Regions from separate parts of the Mus musculus genome. Here regions 2, 3 and 4 are each linked to region 1. A link is a contact called in public ChIA-PET, HiCAR-type and HiChIP or PLAC-seq data. All regions are on one chromosome and are shown on one strand. The core of a region is the stretch at or near the end of the contact, and the rest is flanking DNA. Distances in the headings are between cores, read along the strand shown.

Region 1 (5,016 bases), core at 1,931-4,430:
TACTTGGGGAGAAACATTTATGGTCATAACTAGGGAGTAGAAGCCACTACTACAAGGGTGGAGGCCAACTTTGCTGTTCACACCTTTGTAGCCATCATTCGGCTTGATGAGAAATAATCTGTGCCCCATGACAGCAGTGTCACGGGGAAGCCTCTCCTAGAGAAGGCCCTGCCCGCAGAGGGTGAGGGCAGAGTTTCCACTGCTTGCGGCTTCTCTCTCCTGGACCCGGACACTCCCCACCGCAGGTGAGCAAGGGGCCAGCGGAGGGTTACTTGTGCTCTGGTCCGGGCCTGGCTCCTGGTCCCAGGAGAGTTTCTCCCACAGTCACGGTTAGGAACAGGAATTGCCCACAGGTGGAGACCAGGCTGAAGGGCTCGATGGCTAGCTGCTCAGACATCCCTTGACGCATCTTTATATGCCCATACCAGACTTACCTCACAGGCCAGATCTGCCCGGGTAGACTTCCCCAGCGCTTAGCCACGTACAAAGCAACCCATAGCGGGGTCTCCTTGGTTTTATTGAGAGCACTAAGGCAGGACACTAAACAAGGTTGTCCCAGCAGGCCCGTCCATCCCCAGGTCCTACTGCCACTTCTGAATAATGCACACCAGCTTCAATAATATGTTTGTGACCTTCAGTCTCTCTGTCGTTTCTTGATCCCTTTCCAAATTTCAGTGGAGTCTCTGGCTTGAGCCTCTTGTTCTGGGGTCTCTTCAGCTCCAGAGTAGTTGCTGTCTCCTCCATTAGCACCAGGTCCTGGTTCCTCACACTCATCACTGTCCTCCTCAGAATCTTCACTGTGCTCCTCAGACCCATCAGTGTCATCCATGTCCTCAGGTAGCCTGGGAGTGAGATGGACCACAGTACAGCCACAGCCCTGAGCAAGGTGACCGTCCCTGTTAGGCTCGCTAGAGAAGCCCTAAAGCAGAGGCGGCTCTGAGCCCAACCCCCTTCAGCAAGCAGCTGCTTTACACTTTGTAATCACCACCAGGCCTTGTTCAAAAGGCCACACCCGCAAGGCCGGAGGAACTGGGTCAAGGTTTCAGAAGCACCTGGGGGCTCACAGGACCTACCGGGTGCTGGCCACGGGCCTGTTGAGATTCACAAACTCCCGCCCTGAGTCCACGTCAAAGGGATCTGAACACAGAAAGAGAGGGCGTGGTGGCGCACACCTTTAATCCCAGCACTCGGGAGGCAGAGGCAGGCGGATTTCTGAGTTTGAGGCCAGCCTGGTCTACAAAGTGAGTTCCAGGACAGCCAGGACTACACAGAGAAACCCTCTCCCCACCCCCACCCCCACCCCCAAAAAAAAAAGAAAGAAAGAAAGAAGAAGAGAGGAAGGGGACTTCTAAGTGATTTTCAGGCTCTAGGCTCCTAAGGCCCTGGAGGGACTTGATTGCTTCTCTGGGGCTCCCAGCCAACACCAGGACTCACCGATGTCCTCTTCAGGCGTGTCCCTGGTGCTAGCCAAGTACCCCTGTTCAGCCTGCAACACCTCCTCCGGGCCACGGCAAGCTGCGTACTTATCCAGGAGCTCCCGGTTCAGGTCCAGGAAGCCCTTGCCCCACTTAAACTTCCGAAGCAAAATGACAGCAAGGTCTGAAAAGCCTAGTGGAACAAAAACCAAAGATATGCCTGGGACACCTATAGAGAGCACAACTGCATGACCCTGCCTGCTATCTCAGGAAGCTGTCACCTCCTCTACAGTTCCCAAGGTTCCTCTCATTTGCTGAGAAACAGTCCTATTATCCTAGTCTCTGTGTCTTACGGGGTAGCCATTGGGCCCACACACCATCCAGGGAAGGCAGTGGTCCATTTTGCCTCTACCTCTGCTTCATAAGGTTAAGACTGTATGTGGGCACTGAGACTGAAGACAAAGGCTGTTTTCTAATGGCTCCCAATATATTCTCCTCACATCCCACCCCCTTGCTCAGACTCTGCCAGAAGAAACCCCAGTCTCCAGGTGAGGGAGGAGGAGGGGGCAAGCAGTCAGCCTCCAGACTGCCATTGCCAGGCTTCTGTCAGACCCAAAACTCACCTACGATGCAGAAGGCAGCAGCGAAAGCTTCCACACAGGAAAGTTTGCAGGGCCGGCCATAGTTTACAGGGTTGGCAGCTACGAGGTAAGGCAGGAGCCGCAAGTGGCTCCCTCGCATCTTCTGAAAGGGTGTGTCGTCCAGTTTGGCCCAGGAGCAGTCTATGACTGCGACCCCTGACTGTGCCACCAGCTGTCTGTCAGAGAGTGTAGGGTAGGTTCTAGGGCCCCAAATAAGGCACATCCTTGGAGACTGGCTTCACTACAGATGAGAGATCACTCTGCTATTTCGAAGTTATGGTTTATTGCAATAGTAGAAAGAACCCTTCAGGAAGCAGTTGAGGGTAGCTGGACAGTGTTTACTTTACACAACAAATGTTTCTCCTAGGCTTTCTACACTATAGCCCTGCTCTATGAAAAGGGTCAAATTAAATACAACTCTGCTCATATGAAAGATGTGGACATCCAAGACCAATAAGCAAGGCTTGAAGAAAATGATACTCCTGATACAGGGCAGTTTAACAAAGACAAGATGGTGGGAAGGGCATTCCAACCCCTCTCCGACCCCTCCCCGATCCCCAGGCCTCTGGTGTCTACCTGTCTGCCGGAGACACGTACTCAGTGCCTACTGGGCTGAGCACCAGACCGCCAAACCTTTGGCTCAGGCGCAGGCAGCGCACCAGACCCAGACGGGCCAGTTTGCGGCCCGTGCAGCGCTTGGGGTCGCAGTGACCAAGCTCCCACATAGCCAAGGCACAAGGCAGCGCCGCAGGGCCCGGGCCGCCCTGGTCCTCGGCCTCCTCGGGCTGCACGGATGCTACAAGGAGAGAGAGAAGGCCGGGTCCTCAGCGCCTGCTCCCAGGCCCGACCCGCTGCTCCGACTGCTCCAAACTCACCACGCAGCGCAGCGCCCACCTCTTCAGCGAAAGCATCCAGAGAGCGGCCAGAGGGTCGCCGAACACGACCGCTCTCTTTCCTGGATCCGCGAGCAACTTTCTTGCGGCCCATAATGTTAGATGAAATCCGAGATGAAATCCTCAGCTCCAGCGTTTGTTCAAGAGCGTGCGCGCGTGCGCGCTCGCACAGCTTCCGGTTTTGAGGGGAGTCAGTTCCGGCTGTCACTCACGTGACCGTGAGACCCTAGGAGCAATGGCGGGGCGGCTGGCTGGCTTCCTGATGTTGCTGGGGCTCGCGTCGCAGGGTCAGTGGCTCCGCGCACATAGCCCCCCGCGCGCTGGCGTCGCTCGCGCCTCCGCTCCCTACTCACCACCTCTCTCCCCGCTCCGCAGGGCCCGCGCCGGCATGTGCCGGGAAGATGAAGGTGGTGGAGGAGCCTAACACATTCGGGTGAGCGGATCACGGTCCTGCGGCTTGGGGACCGAGCCTGGCTGGCTCTTCTGACCTTCTCTGTTCCATAGGCTGAATAACCCGTTCTTGCCCCAGGCAAGCCGCCTTCAGCCCAAGAGAGAGCCTTCAGCTGTATCCGGTGAGCGCGGGAGGGTGCGGAGCTGGCCGAGGTGCTGACTGAGGGGGCCGAAAAAAGCTCTCGGTTAGGGAGGGAAGGGTGCCTTGGATGAAGGACTCATAATGTACTCGCTGAAGGGTTACGAATTCGTTTGTCAAACTTGAGTGTTTTAAATGCTCTGAAGTATATACTGGAACTGCAATCCCCTCTCGCTCCCAGGGTTGGCGATTACCTAGGGCTAAGCAAGCAAGCGCTCAAGGCTTGGGTCACATCCCTAACTTTTGTGGGGTTTTTGTTTTGTTTCGTTTTGTTTTTCGGGACAGGGTTCCTCTGTATAGCCCTGGAACTCTTTGTAGACCAGGCTGGCCCGGAACTCAGAAATCCGCCTGCCTCTGCCTCCCAAGTGCTGGGATTAAAGGCGTGTGCCACCCCCGGCTACTTTTGTGTTTTTAAGGTAAGAGTCTTTCAAAGTCTTTTATAGTAGACTCAAGCTGGCCTCCAACTTGTGGTATTAAAGCCTCTACTTTCCACAGGTGCTTAGACCAATTAGAAGCTCTAGGGATGTTGGGTATGAAGACTCAACACTCCAGGTGTATCTAGCCCTTTCTAGGTCTTACGGAGTGGAGAGGGCACCAGCACAGGAAATTTGGGACTAAGATCCTAGGAGGACTGAAAGACAAGCTGTTGGAGGTGGCTCAGGGCTGGCCAGCATAAAAGAACCTTGGCAACCCAGACACTATTGCATATGCCAGAAAGATCTTGCTGAAGGGACCCTGTTATAGCTGTCTCGTATGAGGCTATGCCAGTGCCTGGCAAATACAGAAGTGGATGCTCACAAGTCATCTATAAGATGGAACACAGGGCCCCCAATGGAGAAGCTAGAGAAAGCACCCAAGGAGCTGAAGGGGTCTGCAACCCTATAGGTGGAACAACAATATGAACTAACCAGTACCCCCAGAGCTCATATCTCTAGCTGCATATGTAGCAGAAGATGGCCTAGTTGGCCATCACTGGGAAGAGAGGCCCCTTGGTATTGCAAATTTTATATGCCCCAGTACAGGGGAATGCCAGGGCCAAGAAGCAGGAGTGGGTGGGTAGGGGAGCAGGGTGGAGGGAGGGTATAGGGAACTTTCGGGATAGCATTTGAAATATATATTTATTTATATATATATATTTATATTATATATAAATAAATATATAATATAAATATATATAAATATATATAATAATAAATTTATTTAATATTTATTTATATTGTATATAAATAAAGTATCTAATAAAAATAAATAAATAAATAAGTAGATACATGATAAAGATTCCAAAAAAAAAAAAAAAAACGTGACTAGCTGCACTCTGGGGATTTGGTGACCCACTATCTTAGGCATGTTGGGCAAGCTGGTTTGTAGATTTGATCCCGTGAAGAAGAGATAGCTCAGGGCTGCAGAGCACTTACCAGGCTCCTCTCGTAGTCAACTGTTACCATCTTCTCTCCTTTTCATAAGGTGACACTGTTTTA
Region 2 (5,284 bases), core at 275-2,774, 700 kb before region 1:
TGTTTCCCCGGGTTGGGCCACCCATCTGTTTGCAGTTGGAGGGACTAAAGAGGCCCTTGGGTATGGCCTGTGCACCCCAGGGCCAACTAGTGGTGGCAGATGCAGGGGACAACTGCATCAAGTTGTACCAGTATCTGGGGGAGATGGCCTGAGGGGTAGGCTCTGGGGGAAATTGCCCCTTGCTAGGACTGGCCGGGCCTGAGTCCTTTGTACTATCATGGAAGGTTGGTAGGCTCCTTGGGGCCTGCTGAGCCGTCTTCCTGATACCTGGTCTTAGCTGGCTTTGTGATTTCCTCTTGGCAAGTGCCCCTGTCTACACAGAAACCATGAATCACCATTTCTTGATGAGGTTCTAAACTGGGCCATCTCCACTTCCCTATTAAGTATGCTCATAGGTTTTCATGCCCCTAAAACCCAAGGGCCACTCAGTCCCTGGCTCTGCTAGCTTGGGTCTCGGGAGGCCTGAGCTTTGAGGCAACACTTGAAGCTATAGATCCTGGGTGCTGAGGCTGTCTGCCAGCAGATAGCTAGGCAAGATCTCCTGCCAGGTGTCCAACCCCTACATCCTAATCAGAGGCAGGCAGGCAGGCAGGCAGGGAGGGTGTGGCTAGGCTGGGTTGGGCAGTTTAGGGGAAGGGTGTGGTCCCTTAGTGTTCCCCCCAGCTTCAAAAATATTCCCATTCTTGAGCCTCCAACAGCACTCTGGGCCCAACAGAGAGGTAAGGAGTAGGCAAATCAGAGGGGTAAGGCCAACATGTGTCCTGGTAGGGCACATAGCAAGGGCAGGTCCTCTACTGGACACTCCCTGTTTTGAAAGATACCTTCAGTTTTCCCTTCAATCCAGGTCCAAACCACTTTTGAGCACTTAGGTGGGGTGCTGGGACGGTTCTGGGTAGCACAGGTTCTTTCATACCCTTCCATTCAAGACAGGAAAACAGTAGCCTTTCCTCCCATGTTACAGATGAGATCTGGAAGGGGAGGGGTGTGTGTGTGTGTGTGTGTGTGTGTGTGTGTGTGTGTGTGTGTTTGAAGAGCTTACTCATTGAGAATCTGGTCTCACCCATGTTCTTCATGTGGGAAGAAGCAAGAAAAAGCTCCTTGCTTTTGCTCCTTTAGGGTGTGGGGTGGCACCCAGCCTGTCATCTGGACGTTGAGGTCAACACACATGTCACTCCTGCAGGCTAAATCAATATGCCCTGTTCATTATGTTGTGGGGGATTAATGGACAATGAAAGAAACTTTGCTTGTAAGTAGATGCTCAATAAACACTAGTTACTGCGTTGTTAGGGGTATTGCTTTCAGACTATGCGGCCCACACGGGTCTGCATGCACCCTACTCGCAATGGATAGAAACAGATGGAAGGGCCTGGGTTTAGGAGGCCAGGCGGTAAGAACAAAGCGGCTACCATGGTCCTCAAAGGCTGGATCCACCGGACCTTTCAGGATATTTACAGCGAGGGTAGCTTTGATGACAGGAGCCGCGCGCGCGGAACTCTCGGGCTCAGGCGATGGACAGCCCGGGCATGTTTGGGGACCGGACCGTCGCGCGACAACGCCGCGGAGCCGGCGGAAATGGTGCTGATGTCCCGCGGCGGGCCTGGGAGCCGCAAGCACGGTCGTCCTCCCGGGCCCGCCGAACGCAGTGCCCAACCCAGTTCCTTCCCTACCGCTCGGGGACGCGGCCCCGGGGACCAGCTGGTGAGCACTAGCGGGTGGCGGGGCCGGGAGAGGAAGAGGAGGAAATCCCGAGGTAGCGCAGGCCTCTTGGTCCTAAAGACTCTGAGATGGGAAACCTGAGGCCGGGATAGAGGGAGAGGCGGCCACCCACGCAGCTGACCTCCAGGCTCAGCGGCACCCGTTGTGGGTCTGGGCCTGCTCTCCGGAACTTGAGGGCACCGAGAGGCCCCTCCTCCCCTCCAGGCCGGGAACTGGCTGGAAGATTCCTGGGGCACTGGCTGAGAGGCTCATATTTATCCACTCCAGTAAAGATCAGAAACAGATTACCCCCTCCTTTTGAAATGAAAAAGGAAAGCATTTACAGAGGCGGAAAATGTGTTTCTGTGCAGGTTCTCTTTTAGGCTAGGTTGGCCTCAAAATCCTAGTGTAGCAAAGGATGACCTTGAATTTTTGATTGTCCTTTGGCCACCTCCTGATTACAGATATGCACTGCTACTACTGGTCTATGAGGTTCTGGGGACTCAACACAGGGTCTGGTGCAGGCTAGGTAGGCTCCATACCAACTGACTACATCCCTAGTCAGAAAAGTGGTTTTGTTGTTGTTGTTGTTGTTTGAACGTGGGGTAAATATGAACCCTCTCAAAGATTCACAAAGTAATGTTTCAGCTATGATGTGTCCCAGGTCTCTCTTAACTGGGCTGGCCATCCCTCAAGCCTGTTCCTTGCAGGGGAAGTAAGCAGTAGCTCTGCTGCTGAAGTCTGACTTGGAGTTCTGTGAAGAGACTTCCTGGGGCCTCTTATTTAACCCTCCTGGGAATGGGCTGTCGGGGAGGGAACTGACTCCTTCTTAGCAAAGGTAGCTTTTCCAGGCTTGGGCTGTTCTTTTAATCAGCATCTTTAAAGGCCTTCACGCATCCCAGGTTTTTGCCTTCTCGCTCCAGCCTCTCACCTCTTGTATCGATCGCCTGCTCTTTCATCATCATTTTCTGCTGCTGGGATCCCAGCAGCCCAGTGTAAGCACACTCCTTCTTACACTTCAGTGCATCCGGAGGCTGAGATGGGAGTGAGGGTGGGGATTTGCCTCAACTTGAGTTCTCTCAGTACCCCACAGATCAGAGCTCCAACCTCTCTCTGCCTTGCACCTTCTTTCCTTTGACCCGAGCTTTTTTGCTTTAAGGTAAACTGTAAATGAAGCATACTCCACAAGGAGGATGTGCATAGACACAGTGTGTATATAGCACAGTGGATTCACGAGTTGTGAGCAGACTCCAAACCAACCTTTGAAACATCTGTTTATAATTAGATCAAGGGCATTTCTCTTCCTACACGGTTGTGAGCATTTTTCCTTAGTTCATGTGAAGTGTTCCCCCAGAGAGTCAAATGATATTTCACTGAGCTGGTGTGTCCTTACAAAGTTGTTGAACAAGAGTTTGGGCTGGGCTGAAGGGTTCCCTATGACAGTGACCCGCCGGGGCTCTTACAGGCGGAATGGCTCTAGTATTTTTAGCCGTGCCTCATGTCATGGCCTTCTGGAGTCAGTTCCTACTGAAGGGACAAGAGAAATTGGTTCTTGACACTGGCTATGGGGATTTAGCCTGCCCTAGTGTTGGGCGTCAGGTTTTCCCTATGGACACCTACCAATTGCCTGCTTCCTCCGGGTTCTTTGGAGTTTTGTTTTCCTGGAGACTTCTGACTCAGAGTTCTATGGAAAGGCTTCCCGAGACTTCTTTAACGGCTTTTTCAGGCTTGGACTGTTCTTTTAATCAGCACCAGCATTTGGAAGTCCTACAGTGCTGGGTCCCATTAGTCCTCTCAGCATTGGGCTGGGTTATAGTTCATATGAGACCCTAGGTCTAGTCCTCAATATCAAAACCAAAAAGCTTTGCCACATTGTCCATGTGACGGCTTTGGGCTGGACAGGAAGGGAGCAGCTGCACCTGGATCCTTCAAGCTCTGGCCATTTGTCTATGGGCCAGCTACCACCACCACTTGTGTCACTGTCTATCCCCTCGACTCCAATTGTTTTGTGCAGACACTAGACCAGGAAACTAGGCTTCAGCCCAAGATCTGGGCCTCCCTCAGGAAAGGATCCAAAAATGGGGTCTTTGTTCATGGTTGCTGTGTCCTTCACTTCACATGGGCAAGATGCGGTATTGACTAAAGAAAGGCATATGTAGGCACTTGAACCTTGCCAACCATTCCAGCAGTTCAGATCAGCAGGCACAAGTGGAGGACACCCACAATCTCCAAACAGCACCTTTTCTGTGGAAGGAACAGAGTGGGGTCCACAGAGTAAAGGATTTGTAGCTACTATGGTGGTTTTTTTTTTTTTAAAGATTTATTTATTTATTACATGTAAGCACACCAGGCACACCAGAAGAGGGCATCAGATCAGATCAGATCTCACTCATTAGAGGTGGTTGTGAGCCACCTTGTGGTTGCTGGGATTTGAACTCAGGACCTTTGGAAGAGCAGTCAGTGCTCTTAACCGCTGAGCCATCTCTCCAGCCCCTGTGGTGGTGCCCCTGTGGTGGTTCTTAATGCTCACACCAAGAGCCTGAGAGGTCAGGAGGGCTGCTGTTCCCTCACAGAAAATGCGTTGACATTCTCTCATGGAGAGAAATACTGCTCTGCTGGGAGCCCCATCTTGGGGTGTCTGCCAAGGATTCCAGAGAAAGAGGAGTACTACCCAGAGGTACCTCAGGTGAGCAGAGGGCAGAGCAGAGCCGCTACCACTGAGCTACACCTCCAGCCTCTTCTCTACTTACTTTCTGAGACTGAGTCTCTGTGTTACAGCTCTGAAGGCAAAGGTGTCCTGGCAGTCTGGAGCCAAGGAATAGCAAGCACAAAGTCACACCACACAACAAGCCTCATACAAGAGATTTATTGGGAAAGACACAAGATGGCAGCTACCTCTGCTTGGGCTAGAAGTAGCAGAAAACTGAGTGAGAAGCAAACTTATATAGGATTTCTTGGAGGTTGGAGGACCAAGTTTTCCAGGATGGGAACTGGTGGAGTTTCAAATCCTGACTTAGGCGGAGCTCGGGATTGATGAGTTTGTGGCAGCAGCAACAGGAGGACATGGTCCGTGTCACAGGAGGAGCGGCTCCTTTAAGCAGGCCTTACCCGCAGCCTTAGGACCAGTGATCTAGGTGTGCATCCAGTTTTCCTGAGCCCCGAAACAAGTTTGTTTGGTTCGCTTTTATTTTTTTATTTTTTAAAAAATATTTATTTATTATATCTTAAGTACACTGTAGCTGACTTCAGACACACCAGAAGAGAGCATCAGATTTCATTACGGGCGGTTGTGAGCCACCGTGTAGTTGCTGGGATTTGAACTCAGGACCTCTGGAAGAGCAGTCAGTGCTCTTATTTGCTGAGCCATCTCTCCAGCCCCTCGCTTTTATTTTTATTTTTGGTCATTTGGTGGTGTTTGAGATTAAATTCAGAATGTTGGCCATGCTAGGCAAGCACTCTGTCATTGAAAACCATCCCTGGCCCTCCAAAACAGGCTTAATACCTTTTAAATTTACTTTACGTATATGAGGTTTTGCCTGCACGTATGTAACCACACATGTGCTAGGTCTGCTGGAACTGGAGGTATGAA
Region 3 (5,703 bases), core at 406-2,905, 710 kb after region 1:
TCTGGCTTGCCTGTTCCCTCTCTCTCCTTCTAGATGCCTGCACTGTTTTCACTGCCCTCAACCTGAATCTCCTCCTTGCAGCTCCTGCCTAGAACGTCCAAACTTGAACTCTATGTGTATGCCCTGTACTGGACGGATTCTAGGCAGTAGCTGGAAGGAGGTTACATGGTCTACTTCCTAGGGCGATAGGCACAGGCTGTTGAGGTTCTCAGCTGAGATCCTGGGCCAATCATGCTGAGGTTGGCCTTGTGAGGACGGGATACTGAAGTCCTCAGGGAATGCAAAAGTGAGAGCCCAGTACCCCCACTCTGGGTCAGGATGTATACAGATCTGGAAATTGGCCTGAAAGAGATAGGAGGAGGCTTTGAGCCACAGAGGTAGGGAGTTCTTCATGCTCTGCTCTCTGCCAACTGAGAAAGTTTAGAAGGCCGTCAAGAAACGCAGAGTTTTGGTGACAATGATCACATCTTGGAGAACAGCTAGGCCATTCCAGAGGAACACCAAGAAATACTGGGTCTCAAAGGCACCACCCTCCAGCATCCACTGTCCTTAACTCTGACTTTCTTTCTCCTGACTGGAGTGTCTTAGGTGAGGGGCTTTGGACAGAAATCCTCCAGTCAGCATAGGTAAAGCAGCAGGGTCAGAATCAGGAGAAGGGTATACCAGGTCCTGAACCAGTTTGGGGTTTAGAAAATCAACACAGACCTCTCTTGGATGAGAACCTAGGATGGAAAGACCATGGGCCAGTCAATTCTAGGAAGGGACCTCCAATCTTCTAGGCTGTCAGGGCAGACCTCTAACCCTAATCCTAACCCTAACCTATGCCTTGGTTATCTCTGAAGGCCTGATGCTGGCTGGCTGTGATAACTACTTCTTTCTCACTTTAGATATCCGTACTTCAACCCAGGTGGCAAAATATGTGAGGAAGATGGGGCTGGAGAGATGGCTCAGTGGTTAAGAGCACCGACTGCTCTTATGAAGGTCCTGAGTTCAAATCCCAGCAACCACATGGTAGCTCACAACCATCCCTAACAAAATCTGACGATCTCTTCTGGAGTATCTGAAGACAGCTGCAGTGTACGTACACATAACAAATAAATAAATCTTAAAAAAAAAAAATACGTGAGGAAGAACAGCGTGCCCGTTATGCCTCTGATCAGCTGAGCCCAGAGTGCTCGGTGCAGCAGGGATTGTTTGTGAAGCATGAGTGTTGGAGCTTCTTAAATTTGCCTATCCTGGAGGGAATAGCATTGAGGACAAGTAGTCAGATGGCTGGTATCTCTGATAGAAAAACAAAAACAAAAACCCTGAATCTCAGGCTGCCTATTCATGCAAGCCATCTGCCCCAGCATCCTCATCTCAGAACACATCGTAGTCCCAGGTCCATGGACTAGTCTATTGAGCTAGGTTACTGACCTGGGACATTGAAGACTGGGGCAAAGAGAGGACACAGGATCCTGGTGCTTCCTTCACTGGACAACTGGAGCCCTTTGAGCACAGTGCACTTGGAGCATGCTCCTGGGATGCACACCTAAGGCCTTCTTGGGACCTCTTGACCCCGCCCCTGGAGCGACAGACTTATTTGCATGGCTCCGCCTCAGAGCGACCATTGGCAGTGGTGGCGGGAGGCTGGGCCTGAATGGCTGCGCCGCCTGTGGGGACGCGGGGGCGGGGCAGGCACTGAGTGCTGGAGATGCTGCTGCTACTGCCGCCGCCGCTGCCGCTGCGGGACGGGTTCGGGTCCGAGTCGGTCTTGGCGGGCACGGGGCGTGGGACAACCCGGGACACAGCGGTAGCAGCAGGAGCACACTGAGAACCATGTCCAGGAAGAAGACCCCCAAGAGCAAGGGGGGGAGTGAGCCGGCTACCTCTACGCTGCCCGCCGCCGCCGCCGCCACCAATGGGCCACGTCTGGCACATCCGAGGACTGTGCGCCCTGGCCCAGAGGCACCGCCCAATGGGCCCCCGCAGTCCATCCGGCCCTCACTTGGTAGCACTGGAGACTTCTACGATGTTGCTTTCAAGGTGAGCCAGGCACCTCCCCGCCATGGGAATGCAGCAGGTGGCGTTGGATCCTAGACTGCCGCTGGGGAAGAGTGCAGGGCCTTGCAGACCCTCGGCGCTGAATTGGCACAGCACCTTGCAGATGGCACGGCAGTACCTTACATTGTCACGCGACCCTACGTGCGTGCACGAGCGCGCGCGTACACTCTCTCACACACACAAACACAACTATTAGACTAGGGTCTGGGGTATTCAACAGCTGGCAGGGCCCTACCCCCACTCCATCTACTGCAAGGCCAAGCAAGATCAGAGTTTTGAAGCTGTCCCTCTGGGATCTATGGCCCCTACCGGTGCTCCTGTCTCATCATTTCCCATCCATATGCTGCCTTCCCTCACCCCCCCAAGGGGCTGTAAGTGTCCTTTTTCTGGGAGAGAAGAGAACAAGGCCACCCTAGACCAGAACAAAATTGAAGCCTAGGTGAATTGACCTCCGAAGGCAGGGCCATCACTGGGTCCTGAAACATTGGCCTGAGGGATCATGTGGGTGGGAAAGACTTCACTGGTCTGGCCCTCAGGCCCACAGATATCCCTACCCCCTCTTCACTTCAAAAGCTGTCACACCTCTTCCGAACCTTGCTGCTGAGATTTGTGTCTTTGCTGGAATTCGAAGAGGCCCCCAATACTGAGTCCCCAAAGGTCTCTTAGGAGCTTCCAGCTGCACTCCCATGGCTCTGCTCCCCATAGGCCCCAAATGCTGCCCTCCCAGATCAAGCATGTTGTCCATGGAGGAGGGGTAGGTAAGGTCCTGGATGGGGACAGCTGTCCTCACTCTCTGTGACTGAGGCAGCATTGTTGGAGGGAGAGGTGATAGGGGGTGAACGGGGGTGAGGGTGGGGAGGGGGAGAGAGAAGCTGGGCATCCATGCTATTGGGGTCCACACTGCTGAACCTACAGGCCTGGGATACTCATTTCCTCTCCTGCCTCCCCCACAGCTCAAGGCAGATCAGAAGCATCTCTAGGTGGGCAAGGCCCTCGGCTCCAAGCCTGAATCCTCTGATCCTCCTGCCTGTTCTAGGTCATGCTGGTGGGGGATTCCGGTGTGGGGAAGACCTGCCTGCTTGTGCGCTTCAAGGATGGGGCTTTCCTGGCTGGTACCTTCATCTCCACTGTGGGCATCGACTTCCGGGTGAGAGTAGAGGCCGGTGTCCCGAGCTCTGACTGGGTCCCACTGTGCTATGGTTCCTATACATAGTCCTCCTAGTACCCTTGGCTGTGGATTCTCAATCTCCTGACATGTCCATAGGCCCAGGGGGTGGAGCTTAGCTACCAAAGCATCTGCCACCCACCCCTGAGAGTCCGGGGGTCCTGGGAAGCCTCCTAATACCCAGGGTAGTGCCTGCATTCAGCGGAAGCCGTTTTCTCATCCCAGGGGTTGATGCTGTGCTCCAGGATAGTGACAGCGAGAGAAAACCTAAGGCCTGTTCACTCAGGAGATCCCTGCATTTGCATATGGAGACCTCCTTAGGATCCCAGGCAGGGTCTCGAGTGCTAGTGTTAAAGCCCATCCCCACCCCCACCCAGTCTGAATCTCATGTGCTGAGGTGTTGGTGTGTTCTTGGCAAATCCTGAATTTGCATTTTTTCTCACCCTTTAATTTGACCCAGTTAGCAGGGGGTTGGGAGGAAGGCCCATTTCTGGAGACAGGAAAAGGGGCTCCCTCCAGTGGGACCTGTTCTTTATCCTATACAGGCCTGGAAGACTGTAGGTCTCCTTAAGCCCTCTAGGTTATAAGAGTCTAGGGTGAAGTAAAGGCTGAAGTACCAGAGGGAGGAGGAGAGGCATGAAAACGGGTCTCCTTGCCTGTCATGGCCTCCCCCTCCTCCTCTTGGTTTGTAGGGCTGCTTGGTTTGCACCCCTGTTCAGGGTGCAGGAAAGGCGAAGCACCCTCCTGTGCCAGGCAGATGCCAGGCTGAGCCTGGGTCCCTCAAGATCTGGAAGCTCTGGAGAAAGGGAGAGCCAGGCTTGGCCTCCTGTAGCTCCACCCTCTAGTCAGCCCTTCTTTGGGATGACAGGTGGATGGCACTTTAGTCTAGTGTCTCATCTTGAAAGGGACCGATCTGGAAAACTTGCAGACAGCAAATTCACGAATATCCCCTATATATCAACCATAGATCTGGGCTCTGTGGGCACAGTAGAGAGTCAGACAAGCATAAGACCATCTCCTGGGAAATGGGTGTCCCAGTGACTGAGGGGGGAGGGGATAAAATCAGCTTCTCCAGGCAGGGTGAAGGAGCTCAAGTTGAAGGTGCTCCTAAGCTAGTATCTGTCTTTATGCCGGAAGTGTACTAACAGTTCCACACTTTTGACAAGTAGGAGCTGGTATGACCTGGGGTGTACGTGCTTGTTAACAGAGGCCCAGGGTTGGCACTGGAGGCACTGTAGGAATGGGATAGGAGGGCCTCCAACTTCCACTCAGTGGGAAGTCCATCCATTGCTTCTATTACTGCCTTTCCTACTTCCACCAGAGGATGGCAGGCATCCTTACTGCTTGCTGGCTGCTTCTGTTTCAGAATAAAGTTCTGGATGTGGATGGCATGAAGGTGAAGCTGCAGGTGAGGTGACAGGAGTGTGGGGCTGGAGACACAAGGGAGAGAGGTTGGGCAGTATGACCAGTGCCTGTTGCCACAGATCTGGGACACAGCTGGTCAGGAGCGGTTCCGAAGTGTCACCCATGCCTACTACCGAGATGCTCACGGTAAGCCCATTGACATGGGGTCTGGCTATCCTCCACATAGTGTGGGTTGCCTACTGGCATGGGGGCAGGAGGCAAGTAGGCACACTTATGGGACAGCAGGTGAGGGTGATGCAGTCACTTGGGAGTATCTAAAAGGGTGCAGGTAGTTAGGAGCCACCAGGCCCCCCCCAGGGACGTCTTCATTGCTTTCTATATCCAGCACTGTTGCTGCTCTACGACATCACCAACAAAGATTCCTTCGACAACATTCAGGTCAGTGGCCTTGGTGGGGGAATGAATCAAGACTGTCTAAATGGCATCAGGAGCCCGAGTCCTGTTACTTAACAGGAAGGATAGACATGATGAACCCCTCAGCTCATGGTTGCCAGGCTATTGGCTAACTCAACGGGCCTGGGTGACACCTGGCTCCATTAGCAGGACCACCTGGATAAATAAGGGCTTCTAGCAAAGCCACTCAATCAGGTGTGGCACAAGAGGCCACAAGGACCAGCCCTGAGACTGGCCTCAGCTTTCCCTATACAGGCCTGGTTGACAGAGATCCAGGAATATGCCCAGCAGGATGTGGTGCTCATGCTGCTAGGGAACAAGGTAGGACTCTGGGCCTGTCCTCTCCAGCCTGGCCCACAGGGTGCACCGGGGACAGGCACTAATGAAATCCCTGTGCCTGGCCAGGTTGACTCTACTCAAGACCGTGTGGTAAAGAGGGAAGATGGGGAGAAATTAGCCAAGGTGAGTCGACAGGGAGGACGATGAGGGTGTTCTTGAGATTGGGACACTGAGCTGCCCCCAGGTGCCCAGCACCTAGCTGGCAGTAACTATTTGCAGGAGTATGGGCTACCTTTCATGGAGACCAGCGCAAGGACTGGCCTCAACGTGGACTTGGCTTTTACAGCCATAGCAAAGTAAGTCCTGGTAATGAACAAACACTACCTCACATTCTAGGA
Region 4 (5,787 bases), core at 1,783-4,282, 530 kb after region 1:
GAATATTTTTTCATTTCTTTCTTTTTTTTTTTTTCTTTTTCATTTTTTTGGGGGGGAGGTGGGTTTGGTTTTTTTGTTTGTTTGTTTGTTTTTGAGACAGGATTTCTCTGTGTAGCCTGGCTGTCCTGGAACTCACTTTGTAGACCAGGATGGCCTCAAACTCAGAAATCCACCTGCCTCTGCTTCCCAAGTGCTGGGATTAAAGGCGTGAGCCACCACTGCCTGGCCTTTTCTTCATATCTAACTGTGCCACTACCTCCAGGTTTCACCTGTGCACTGTCTCTCTTGCCAGTAGGGGCCCTGAGAATGGACTGGCTCACCAAGTTCAAAGGTGGGTCAGCATATGTTTACACCACAGTGGTAGTGGTGAGCCAATCAGCCATCCTGTTTTTCCTCAAAGTAACCAGCACTAAATTAGCAGGAGGAAGACACCAGAAACTTTCAAAACTCCAGGCTCTCAAGGAGAAGCTGGGCCTTGTCTCAGTGCCTCTTCTGCATCATGGAGGGTCTTTATGCCTGCTATGTGTATGATTTCCTACCCATAAAAACCAACTTTCTTCGCCTGCTCACTCTGTTTGTCCTGCTTGCCATCTTTGAGAGTTCTCTGCTGCCACCTGTTACACTTGAGTTTCTTTCCCCTGCCTTTTAATTCTTTTATTGGCAGAGAAAATGAGTCTAATCAAGACCCCTAGATGGTTACATCTTTCAGGACTGTTACATATTGACCATACCTGCTAAGGGGCAAATGTAAACATTTCCAGAAGCATTTAATAAAAGAAAATGGTTTATTTGAGACAGGTTTTCACTACAGAGTCTTGGGTGACTTGATATTCATTAAGTAGACCAAGCCAGTCTTGAATTCAGAGATCTGTTTGCCTCTGCCTCCTGAGTACTGGGATTAAAGGTATCTCCAACCATGCCTAGGCCAAAAGCACTTTAAAAATCCATGTTAAGATAAAAAGGCCTGGAAGGAGGGTGGTAATAGCACATGCCTTTAATTCCAGCACTCATGATTCAGAGGCAGGGGGAATCTCTGTGAGTTCAAAGCCAGCCTGGGCTAGATTGTTTCAAGTCAACCAGGCCAATAAAGACCATGTTGCGCGCCGGGCATTTGGGAGGCAGAGGCAGGCGAATTTCTGAGTTCGAGGCCAGTCTGGTCTACAGAGTGAGTTCCAGGGCCACACACAGAAACCCTGTCTCGAAAAACCAAAAAAAAAAAAAAAAAAGACCATGTTGCTTGTTTTCAGAAACACACACACACATACACACACACACAAACTGGCCTAGAGAGATGTCTGAGATGTCTCACTGAGTAACTGCTGCCAAGCCTGATAATCTGAGTTTAATCCCTGGGATCTACACAGTGGAAGAAAGAAGTTATTTCCAGGTCCTCTGTCTATACATATACTATGTGGAGTGGGCAGATGTGTGGCGCGCGCGCGTGCGCGCACACACACACACACACACACACACACACACACACACACACACACACACTAAATGATAACTTGAGGGTATCAGAGAGGCTGAAACAGAAAGAGCTTGAGCCTGAAGCCAGTCTAGATTATCACACAATTCCAGACCAGCCTAAAACTAACTGAATACATAATCAGACTCTTCCTTAATCATTTTTTTTCCCGAAACAGGGTTTTTCTGTGTAGCCTTGGCTGTGCTGAAACTTATGCTATAGACAAGGCCGACCCTGAATTCAGAGATCCACCTACCTCAGCTTACTGAGTGTAAATTAATTTTCTTTTTAAGATTTATTTATGTAACCAGTGTTCTGCCTGCATGTACGACTGCAGGACAGAAGAGGGCACTAGATCTCATTATGTATGTTTGTGAGTTACCATGTGTTTCCTGGAAATTGAACTCAGGATCTCTGGAGAAGCAGTCAGCACTCTTCACCACTGAGCCCTCTCCAGCCTGCAAGTTAATTTTAAAATTTATTTATAAAGTGCTCTATCTACATATACATCTGCATGCCAGAAAGGGACATTAGATCACATTATAAACAGCTGTCAGTCACCATGTGGTTGCTGGGAATTGAACTCAGGACCTCGGGAAGAGCAGCCAATGCTCTTAACCACTGAGCTATCTCTCCAGCCCTGCAAATTATTATTATTTTTTATTTATTATTTATTATTTTTATTTTTTTGGTTTTTCGAGACAGGGTTTCTCTGTATAGCCCTGGCTGTCCTGGAACTCACTTTGTAGACCAGGCTGGCCTCGAATTCAGAAATCCGCCTCCCTCTGCCTCCCGAGTGCTGGGATTAAAGGCGTGTGCCACCACGCCCGGCTACAAATTAATTTTTAATGAAAAGAAAACAAGCCGGAAGGACACGCCTTTAAATCCAGCAGTCGCGAAGTAGAAGTAAGCAGATCTTCAATAGAACGAGTTCTAGGACAACCAGTGCTTCAGAGAATCTGTATCTCGAAAAACACAAAAGGGAGTGGGGGGAGAGGGAGGGAAGGAGGAAAGGAGAGCGAGACAGACAGACAGTTACACACACACAAACACACATCGGGTTGGGGGCGGGGCACAGAGGCGAAAGTCCTGGACAAGATCTACAGAAGCATGTGATAGGGGAAGCTTTTTTTGTTTTGTTTTGTTTTGTTTTGTTTTTGTTTTTCGAGACAGGGTTTCTCTGTATAGCCCTGGCTGTCCTGGAGCTCACTTTGTAGACCAGGCTGGCCTCGATCTCCCCAGTGCTGAGATTAAAGGCGTGCGCCACCACGCCCGGCGATAGGGGAAGCTTTAAGCACCGCCGAGACACCAATCCGTTGTTGTAAAAGACATCTTGTCTAACAAAACCAAAAGAAAAAAAAAAAAAGGACAGGACAGTTAAGGAAAGGAAAGGAAAAAGGAAAGGAAAGGAAAACAGACCCAAATGAAAACAGTAAATAAGACGTTCTACTGCCAGCTGCCAGCATCCACACTGGATATGCCTTCGGCTCCCACTCCCAGTGGCAGCAGCCGGTCTCCCGGCGCGCATGTTGATGGCGTCAAGGAGTTGCGGCTCCTGACGTCATCACCGCGTGCCTTGAAGTACAGAGTAGCACACTGGCCGGTTCACGCGGGGAGAAAGGCTGCTGAACTTGGAGGCGCTGCCCTGGGACATGGCCGAGACTGCGGCGGGATTGTGCCGCTTCAAAGCCAAGTAAGTCCTCGGAGGAGGCGCGGACCCGAAGGGAAATGGGGAGGAACCGGAAAAGGGAGCCAGGAGTTTAGGAGGGGTGTTCATTGTGATAGCGGGGGCTCTGAGTCCTGAGCTCAGTCAGTTCCCCTGTGAACAGCTGCTGTTTAGTGCTAAGATAGGAAGAGGCTCTGCCTTTATTCATAGTGTGCAGTTTTCAGATAACTAATTTCCATCTGTCACTGAGTGGAATGGATTATGGCAAGGGAGCTCTTGCAAAGAAAAGCCTCGGTGCTGACAGCATCTCTGTTGATGGGTTAACTGGTTGCAGAGTCTCCGACGCTGCTTTTATTTTGATGGGCAGACTTCCACGGACTGGACTTAGGAGGTTGGAGGGCAGAGCATTTGAATTTGGAAAGCCCAGCCCAGCCCAAATAGAGGGCAGAAGCAAATGACCTGTTATAGTGCCTGGGCCAGGAGCAGTGACGCTGTGGTGTTGACTATTAAGAAAGATAGGCAAAGCTGGGCATGGTGGCTCACGCCTTAAATCCCAGCACTCGGGAGGCAGAGGCAGGCGGATTTCTGAGTTCGAGGCCAGCATGGTCTACAAAGTGAGTTCCAGGACAGCCAGGGCTACACAGAGAAACCCTGTCTCAAAAAGCAAACAAACAAAAAAGAAAAGAAAAGAAAGAAAGGAAGGCAGGCAAAAGTCCTTCTGGGCCAGGCAGGGTAATGTCACAAAAGCATGTGAGGTGTGAAAGAAGGGGAAGTTTAGGCACTGCAGAGACACCCCTCAGTTGTTTTAGAAGTCATTAGACAACAGAGATGAAAGCGCTGGTAAGAAACTCACTGAGGAGACTGCAATGGCCACCGCCATTACCTCCCAGAAAATTTCATCGGCTTGGACCAAAGCAGTAGAGGGAGTGGAAAAGAGGGCAGCTTTAGTCAGATCCCAGAAGTCACTGTTAGTCGGGAGAAACCAAATGACACTGAGGCTGGAGGAGTGGGGTGGCATGCTGGGCCTACTGGTCAAGACTTTGAGAGTATGTTACTATTCCTGGCCTCCCACAACTAGTAGAGAGCCCCCAAAAGACCTCAGTGCTGAAGCCTGGGCTGTTGGGCTTCCTTCACCTTGAGTCAGGCCCATCTCTTCAACCTGTCTGATGACCCCATGAGAGCCACTGGGGCATGCATCTCAGCCTCTCCATAATGTGAAACATCCTCCCACGGAGATGCTTGGTTTTCACCCCCGGGTTCCTGCTGCTGCCTGGGCGCTCAGCAAGGGCAAGCATTTGTCTCATCTCTGGGAGAGCACCCAGTGGTCTGGGGGCACTGGGGCAAGGACATTAGGCCATCACTCAGCATCCTGTTCTCTTCCCAGCTATGCTGTTGAGCGAAAGATTGAACCTTTCTACAAGGGTGGGAAAGCACAGGTAACTATCCCCAGGGGCATAGCGGGGGTGGGGGGTTTAGTGAGTACTGAGTAGTTCCTTGGCTGAGACCCCTTTTGTCCCTAGCTGGACCAGACTGGCCATTACCTCTTCTGTGTCTGTGGTACCAAAGTTAACATCCTGGATGTGGCCTCAGGGGCTTTGCTTCGGAGCCTGGAGCAGGTAAGGACAGACTTGGGCAGATGTGAGAGGCCCTGGGGGAGGGCAGCATATTCTTATGGTGTTCTCTATGCCCACTCTTCCTTTAGGAGGACCAAGAGGACATTACCTCCTTTGACCTCAGTCCTGATGATGAAGTATGATGGGTAGGGGCGGTGGGTAAGCTCTGGGACCTCCCTTCCACACTGAATGTATTATCCCTCATCTTTACTATCCCACACCCTTCCCCAGGTACTCGTAACAGCCAGCCGCGCACTGCTGCTGGCTCAGTGGGCCTGGCGGGAAGGCACTGTCACTCGCCTGTGGAAGGCGATACACACAGCTCCTGTGGCCTCCATGGCTTTTGATGCCACCTCTACACTGTTAGCCACAGGTAGGACCCCAGCTAGGTGGGTGTGCTGGGGGGATACTAAGGTAGGGTTCTGTACACCCTTAACCTCAAACACATCCCTACAGGCGGCTGTGATGGGGCTGTACGTGTTTGGGACATTGTGCAACATTACGGGACACACCACTTTCGAGGCTCACCTGGTGTGGTGCAGTGAGTAGGGTGGTGGAGGAAGGATGGGCGGGGGCACCACCCTTGGAAGTCCAGCTCATTTGTCTGTCCCTGCTTTCAGTTTGGTGGCCTTCCATCCAGACCCCACCCGCCTGCTGCTCTTCTCCTCAGCTGTGGACACCTCTATCCGCGTGTGGTCACTGCAGGACCGCTCATGTTTGGCTGTCCTGACTGCACACTATAGTGCTGTCACTTCTCTGTCCTTTAGTGAGGGTGGCCACACTATGCTCAGGTCAGTGGCTGGCTACTGGTGGGTGGATAGGAGAGGTCAGCCGGGCGGTGGTGGCACACACCTTTAATCCCAGCACTTGGGAGGCAAAGGCAGGTGGATTTCTGAGTTCAAGACCAGCCTGGTCTACAAAGTGAGTTCCAGGACAGCCAGAGCTATACAGAGAAACCTTGTCTCGAAAAAACAAAAAAAAAAAAAAAAAAGAAAGAAAGAAAGAGGAGGCCAAGGCTGAGACTGCAACAGAGGGACCTG

The links. ChIA-PET counts read pairs in DNA pulled down with a chosen protein or histone mark. HiCAR-type assays count read pairs that join an accessible place to other places. HiChIP or PLAC-seq counts read pairs in DNA pulled down with a chosen protein or histone mark.
Region 2: a HiCAR-type map of astrocytes shows a contact between it and region 1, with 2.8 times the contacts expected there. The contact joins the promoter of Pigq here to the promoter of Gnptg in region 1. A contact is called at or near these places in 1 of 484 Hi-C or Micro-C datasets (embryonic stem cells) and 1 of 115 datasets of contacts at active chromatin or transcription factors (astrocytes).
Region 3: an HNF4G HiChIP or PLAC-seq map of pancreatic cancer cells shows a contact between it and region 1. The contact joins the promoter of Rab26 here to the promoter of Gnptg in region 1. A contact is called at or near these places in 1 of 39 promoter capture datasets (pre-B cells) and 1 of 115 datasets of contacts at active chromatin or transcription factors (pancreatic cancer cells).
Region 4: a contact with region 1 is called in an RNA polymerase II ChIA-PET map of memory CD8 T cells, with 31 read pairs. The contact joins the promoter of Tbl3 here to the promoter of Gnptg in region 1. A contact is called at or near these places in 3 of 39 promoter capture datasets (fetal liver, hippocampal neurons and pre-B cells) and 2 of 115 datasets of contacts at active chromatin or transcription factors (memory CD8 T cells and pancreatic cancer cells).

What each region holds. Positions count from the first base shown.
Region 1 is chr17:25,238,280-25,243,295 of GRCm38.p6, reverse strand. Gnptg (N-acetylglucosamine-1-phosphotransferase, gamma subunit) reads left to right here and starts at 3,180. Exons shown (of 11, transcript NM_172529.3): 1 at 3,180-3,236; 2 at 3,325-3,382; 3 at 3,454-3,521. The coding sequence starts at 3,185. Tsr3 (TSR3 20S rRNA accumulation) reads right to left here and starts at 3,126. Exons shown (of 6, transcript NM_026676.3): 1 at 2,932-3,126; 2 at 2,633-2,852; 3 at 2,039-2,232; 4 at 1,435-1,608; 5 at 1,074-1,137; 6 at 497-842. The coding sequence starts at 3,043. The coding sequence ends at 635. It overlaps Baiap3 (BAI1-associated protein 3), which reads left to right. Exons shown (of 34, transcript NM_001163270.1): 34 at 1-637.
Region 2 is chr17:25,938,229-25,943,512 of GRCm38.p6, reverse strand. It overlaps Pigq (phosphatidylinositol glycan anchor biosynthesis, class Q), which reads left to right and starts at 1,524. Exons shown (of 11, transcript NM_011822.4): 1 at 1,524-1,698. Nhlrc4 (NHL repeat containing 4) reads left to right here. Exons shown (of 2, transcript NM_001039038.2): 2 at 1-1,280. The coding sequence ends at 152.
Region 3 is chr17:24,529,699-24,535,401 of GRCm38.p6, reverse strand. Rab26 (RAB26, member RAS oncogene family) reads left to right here and starts at 1,655. Exons shown (of 9, transcript NM_177375.1): 1 at 1,655-2,025; 2 at 3,080-3,190; 3 at 4,575-4,616; 4 at 4,693-4,759; 5 at 4,959-5,011; 6 at 5,282-5,347; 7 at 5,432-5,488; 8 at 5,585-5,661. The coding sequence starts at 1,819. Gm33508 (predicted gene, 33508) reads right to left here and starts at 1,507. Exons shown (of 3, transcript NR_169077.1): 1 at 1,417-1,507.
Region 4 is chr17:24,704,898-24,710,684 of GRCm38.p6, reverse strand. It overlaps Tbl3 (transducin (beta)-like 3), which reads left to right and starts at 3,032. Exons shown (of 22, transcript NM_145396.4): 1 at 3,032-3,161; 2 at 4,519-4,570; 3 at 4,655-4,750; 4 at 4,837-4,884; 5 at 4,979-5,120; 6 at 5,204-5,288; 7 at 5,368-5,538. The coding sequence starts at 3,121.